Linked DNA regions of Mustela erminea: region 1 is linked to region 2. Evidence: chromatin contacts called from public Hi-C data. All regions are on one chromosome and are shown on one strand. Each heading gives the region's core, a stretch centred on a gene start, on an enhancer-like site or on the middle of the called end of the contact. The rest is flanking DNA. Distances are from core to core; before and after follow the strand shown.

Region 1 (3,191 bases), core at 563-3,062, 140 kb after region 2:
TCTAAAATTTTATTTTTAAGTAACCTCTACACTCAGTGTGCAGCTCGAACTCACAACCCCAGGATCAAGAGTCACATGCTCTACAGACTGAGCCAGATACTTGTACCAATAATAGCTAATACTTACATAGCCTTTACGACCTGCTGTGTACTTTCTTTAACAAAATATATATTTATATTGGTCTACGTAATACAACCCTGTGTTATTACTATTTTTATTCCTATCTTACACATGAGAGAGCTGAGCCAGAACAAAGTTGCCCAAGATCACATAGTAAGCTGCAGAGCTGAGGCTGGAATCCAGGCAGCCTGCTTCTAGATCTGTTCTTACTCACTATGCTAAACCACATTCTACTGTATCTATGAACCAAGAAAAAAACAGATAAAAAATATCATATACTAGTAGGGAAAAGGATGTTGAAGAATGCTTACAAAATTATGAGAAGCTCATTTGAGAAGTAAAAAAGAAAGGGGGAAGTGAGGCAGATGGGCAGTCTAAATGCGGATGAAGTCTACTTAGAGCAGCTACAAGAGTTTTGTGGGCAGGTTGGAGCCAAACAAAAAAGTTCTCCTCTAATTTATTTAGAGACTAGAGGAGGCAGCTGAAAACATCCGGGAATTATGAAAAACCTGTTCTTGGCACTGTTTCGTGTATATAAAGTTTTTTCTTTACTACATACAAATCAAATAACGCAAGACTAATAGAAATAGAACTCCACAATGCTATTGACATGCGGTTTTTATATCGAACTGACATCACTTTATGAACTTTGTTGGCTAGTAACCAGATATGCTTAAGAAATCAAAGTAAACTTTAACACTAGGCAGGGTAAGTGCAATGATCAACTTGCTGTCATCTCCAAGGAAGCTTTTAGAGGCCACTATCAATGACTGAGTTCCCATAAACAGGGGATATGTGCTGATAGAGACAAACGAACAAGCCCTCAGGCTGTCTTCTGCTTAATCACAGAACGCCAAAGCCACCGCAAGCCTAACTTTAACTCACAGAAACAGAGTCTCATGGAGCAGAAATGACTTGGATGTTGGTCCTCTGATTCCCAAGTCCAGGGCTCCTCCCACTTCTGTAGGCTGCATTGTCTTTCCTTGTAATCAGGGAAAACGAGACAGACAATAGTGATTTCAAAGCCCTTCAGAGCACACACCCACTCTACGGGGAAAAGAAATCCCTCCTCACAACTTCCTAGACCGGCTTCCTCTCCCTAGACCCCGAGAGGTGTCCAGAAAACGACAGAAAACATTATCTGACTTCATGTTTCTAAAATCTGCAAAAGAATGCAAATGGATGGGGCAATAGATACTTTGGGACTGCCGTGCCTTATATTTTAGGCTAGGGCGAAACGGTGGGAATTCCGTTCCCTGCTGGGTTGAGTCGTCAACTGGTCGAGTCGTCCCCGCAGCCTATCCCTACGAAGCCACCAGGAAAGCGCAAGGAGGTTCAGCCGCCTGGCCACCTGGCACTTGGCCGGTCCCCCGCCGAGGTGCCAAGGATTCGCGGGAGCTCCTCCGGCTGGGAGCAGCCAGTCCACGGGGACCCCAGCTTGTGGCGATGCTGGAGCGGGCCCCAAAGCTTCCCCCCTACCCCGCCCGTAGTCAGCCGCTTCAAAGCCGCCCCGCCTAGCGGGTCGCTGGTCCCCAGCGCCTCGAAGCCCCACCTTCCACCCTGCTACCGGCGCGGTCACGTGAGGCGGGCCCGTGGAACCAATGAGCGGCTCGCTCGGAATGGAAGGGATTGTCTGACCCCCGTGACGTCACAAAGCTGGCGCGGAGCGCGCTGTTCTTCCTCCCCCCCCTCCCCGCCTCGGGCTGGGGCAGCTCTGCTCCTCTCCGCCCACTCGCCCTTGCGCAGCCAATCCGGAGGCGGGAAGTGCTCCGGCCCGGACGTTCGGGCGGGGCAGGGTGGCGGCCCGGCGGGGCAGGGAGTGGGCCAGCTGGGGGCCTGGGGCCGCACTCCGGGGAGTTAAGCCGGGTGGCCTGGAAGGAGTACGGGTTGGTGCCGCCGCTGCTGCTGCCGTCTCCTCGTCGGGAAGAAGCGGCTCCTCCCCTGCGTGCCCGGTTCGTATTCCCTGCTCCCATTCCCGAGCCGCCGGGTCCGGAATCCCCTGCTACCCGCCCAAAGTTGTGAGGGGGTTGCCCGGCGCGCCTGGGGAGCGGCGGCCGCCGGCGTGCGAAGGGTGGCGGCCGGAGCTGGGGGTGGGGAGGACGAGCCCCGGAGCGCTAGGTGCGCGCGGGGGCGTCGGGGCTGCGGGCGGGCGTGGCGGCGCCTAGGGGCAGCCGTGCGGACTCGGTTGGGGGGCGGGCCGACCGCAGCCGCTGTCAGCGCCGGGGGCGCCGTGGGGTCCTGCCGGAGGGCTGGCTCCGGGGAGGTGCGGCGGCGTGGCGCCCTCTGCCTGAGGGTCCCCCGTACGCACCGCGGGGTCCAGGCTGACCCCACCTGCGCGGTGGACCCTGCCTTAGGCTTCTGGACCGAAGCCGGCGTAGCGTGGGCCGGGCGGGGTGGGCAGCAGGTGGAGGATGTCGGGGGCCGGTGGGCTCCGCGCCCGGGCTGGAGGGAGGGGCCGGACCCGGGGCGCATCTCTGCTGGCTTGGGGTTCCAGCCGCCTCGGGCTGCGTCCCTGACTCTCTCGCCGGGTGGGTTTGTTTGGTTGGTTTCCTTCTCTCCTCCCCTTTCTCCCTGCTCCATCCCTCCCCCCCAGCCCCGTTCGCGGGGCTGGAGCGAGAGCTCGCCCCTCCTCTGTGCCCGCCTCCCCCGCCGCCGCCTCCTCTAATGAGCATCTCTGCCTTGCTTTCAATGGGCCGGTGCTGCTGTCGCTGCTGCTGTCCGCGCGGGTTGTGGATGTTGTCGGCTCCGTGTTGTGATGACAGGAGAATGTGTGTGTGTCCCGGGCCCAGACGAATTGGTAGGTATTCACTTAACTACCTGCGTTGGGTACCCAGGAAGGATGGTGACTGATTTTGTGCGTGGATGGTTCTAGGTGGGTCGCGTGGAATTAAGGGGTGAGGTAGATAGAAAAAGGGGACAAAAGGGTCCTGGACCTGGATAGCTTTGATTACCTTAGTGAGTGCAATTTTCAGGTGGGGACAAAGGAAACTAATCAAACAAGTGCTGGCTTGAGGCTTAGGGTCTTCTGAGGGAAATCGCTTTTTCATTCTTGTATAGATAATGGGAGCTAT
Region 2 (3,156 bases), core at 156-2,655:
TCCACCCTAAGAACATTACACAAAAATCGAAATACACAAAATACCCAAAGGTCACTGCACTTAAAATTTTTTCTACTTATGAAGGCAACACACGTATTCTTTTGACTGTGTTGATTTAAAGACCATGATGTTAGAACTTCTAACCTATGAAAAGATATAAGTGAGAGAGTCCTTAAAAGCTCCTTTAAGGGCAACTCACTGAAATTTGTAAGTTCATTTTAAATAATCTTGCTGATTTTATCCAGGATTCATCCCACTTGATCACCATTATCCACTAAACAATACAAAATGTGCATCTTCTAATCAAGTCTGAAGGGCACAAGAGACTAAATTTAAATAGGTATTATTATCTCAGACCTATTTGATTTTAACTAGCGAATAACAAGTCATTTTCCAGATATGGTGGGGGAAAGAAAATGACTGTTCTTTAAAACCCAAAGTTATGATGAAATCCTAAACACAGGAGTTTCCCCTGCCGAAAATAATCTGGCCCAGTCCGCAATTATTCTTTATGAAGATCTGCCTTTTATCATTTTATAATGTAGATGGTTAAAATAAAAACCAAAGGTATGACGACACAGAACCATAGTCCTTAAGGGGAACTGGAAATGAAGACGAATCCACACGGCACAGGATTTCCCATAATATCCATCATCCTCAAATGGGGATCATCCGAAGGCATTGCTTCTATAGCCCAAAGCCTTTGTCCATACTCCCAGGGGTCAGAGCTTCCTTCTTTCGCGCCAGGCCAAAGTTGCTACGTGGGATCCGATGCTGTCGCCAGACCTTCAGCCACAATCAGCCTTCAAATTAACCTGGACCGCCCAACCTCCGTGCCTTTCCGTTACGCTGTCCCAAGGGCAAACACTCCACCCTAACTCGCCACACGGTGTACTGCCCCATACCTAACTCAAAACACTTTGGGCCACTCTCATGCCTAACAAGCTGGGCCTTCAGCGCTTTTCTGCCACCACTGACTACGATGACATAGCAAAGAAAAAAAAAATACCTATGAAATCCTTCGATATCTTCACTCTTAAGAAAACTGGGCAGCGCGCACACAACACCACATGGGGACTGACGGGAGAGTCGGTGTTTAGCAAGGAATGAGGGTGCCCTAACGGCAGAAGCTGCGCTAGCTCCTGGCGCGGCTGCGGGCCCCGCCTTTCCCTGTTCTTCCGTCCCCATCGCCAAACCCCTCCCCACCCCCGACGCCCGAAGGGTAACTGCTTCGCACTTGGTAATAAACACACACCACTGCTGCCGAGTCGGACACACAAGGCCGGAGTCGGGGGACACTCTTCGTCGCAGCAGCCTGCCCAGGTGGAGCCCTCAGTGAGCCTAGAAGAAGATGGCGCCCACTCTCCCCTCCGCTCCGGACAAACGGACGTACAGTTTGTCTGCCCATGCGCTCTCCAGGCGTAACCCACCACCCCGGCGCCCCGGCCACGTTTGCGCAGGCGTCTTGACGCTCACCCGCTTCCCGTTGTCAGGGGAAGGGAGGCGGAGCCCGCGAGCGCGCCGTCCCGCCCTGGGTTTGGTGAGCTTCTGCGCATGCTCAGATTCCATCCAATCCGGGAGTCTCCACCAAAGAGAGGCGATATTCCTAGACAAAGTTCGGAGTCGACTCATTGTGGTAATGAGAAGCTTCAACAAATAACTCTTGAGGTACGTTGCACAAACGTTCGTGATTTCCAGGAGTTAAGGAAGGAGATACAAAAGCAGAGAAAAGTTGACAATTTCTTTCTGTCTTCAGCTCTGCAGTAATCGTGTGGCGCAAGCATCTTCTGAAAGGCTCTTTATAAAATCTGAAAGGGGATTAAAAATGTTTTATTGCCTTAGATGTTTGGCAGATACGATGCCAACACCCAGGGAGCTTAATAAATGCATGCCTATTTATATTATATTAAATTATGCCGAATTTATAGACACTAAGAACTTTGCGAAGCAATTTTTTTTGTTTGTTGTTCCTACTTTCCAGTTTTTTGAAACATGAGACAGACCAACCTTGAAAAAATGGTAAGTGAAAAGCACAATTACAGAAATGTTCTGTGATGCCGGCTACGTAATGGGTGGTGAACAACCTTATGTTTGATTTCATTTTTTTGCAAATAAAGCAGCCTACCAGTTTTCATTTTTTTGCAAATAAAGCAGACCACCAGTTTTATAACTACATGATGTATTTATGGGTGGAGTCAAAGCTCCCTAAGAAAGCAGAAACGATATCTTTAGAACACTTTGGAGATGAAAAAAATGAATTTTCCATCTCTCTGGTAGGATTGTGAGAAGAGATCATCTAACAAGTGAATAAAAGGTGGTTCCTGGAATGAGAGCCACCATTTACTCACTTGGGTAAATTTTTTAGCCTCTACATGCCTCAGTTTCCTCATCTGTAAAATGGGGATAATAGTAGCATCTACACCATGGGCTTGCCATAAATATTAAATGAGTTAATATGCGTAAAACCTGAGACTAGGTAAGTATTAGTGGTTTCATATGTCAGGGTGATCCTTATACAAGCAAAGGATAGCACTTTGGGAAGCTAGTTTCATTGAGTAGATAGCATTTGCCTTGATTATTCCCCACAGTCCAGGGTTTGGTCCTAGGGGAACCTGACCTCAAAAGCTAAAGTTTATGGAGGGCTTACTATGTGGCAAGCCCTGTGCATTATCTCATTGTATTCTTACAACTACTTTCAGAAGTAGTTACTATTATTTTTCCTATTTTACAGATAAGGGAAATGGACATAAAGGATCACATAGCTTGTTCAAAGCTACAGGGATAGTGCAAGGTAAAGCCAGGAATTGAACCCTGGTCATTTGCTCCCAGAGGCCACAGGGGAGGATTCTGTCCTTGGAGGTAGACTCCCTTTAAACAAGCACACAACCTACACTCCAGGATGTGAATATTGTCAATATTAATTCACAAGAAGAAACACTGGCAAAGTGGACCTGAGGTCAGCTCTGGCTTTTTCTGACCTGTGTATGCTCTCTATATGAAGTCAAATGCTCAGAGAATTGTTTGCTAAACATGAAAATGGAATGAGGAGATACTTAATCTCAAGAAATTGGTTCTCAGTTAAAGGGTACCTCGAAACATTCTCACCTACATTAACAAAAATAATAACTATCTTTTATTGAGCACTTACTATAAGGC

The links. Hi-C and Micro-C count contacts between places; a contact is called where the count stands out from the background.
Region 1: a contact with region 2 is called in a Hi-C map of spleen, with 2.2 times the contacts expected there. The contact joins the promoter of PDP1 here to the promoter of RBM12B in region 2. A contact is called at or near these places in 2 of 3 Hi-C or Micro-C datasets (skeletal muscle and spleen).

Annotation. Positions count from the first base shown.
Region 1 is chr16:43,163,939-43,167,129 of mMusErm1.Pri, forward strand. PDP1 (pyruvate dehyrogenase phosphatase catalytic subunit 1) reads left to right here and starts at 1,813. Exons shown (of 3, transcript XM_032316288.1): 1 at 1,813-2,072; 2 at 2,883-2,917. The coding sequence starts at 2,887.
Region 2 is chr16:43,027,273-43,030,428 of mMusErm1.Pri, forward strand. RBM12B (RNA-binding protein 12B) reads right to left here and starts at 1,406. Exons shown (of 4, transcript XM_032315555.1): 1 at 1,256-1,406.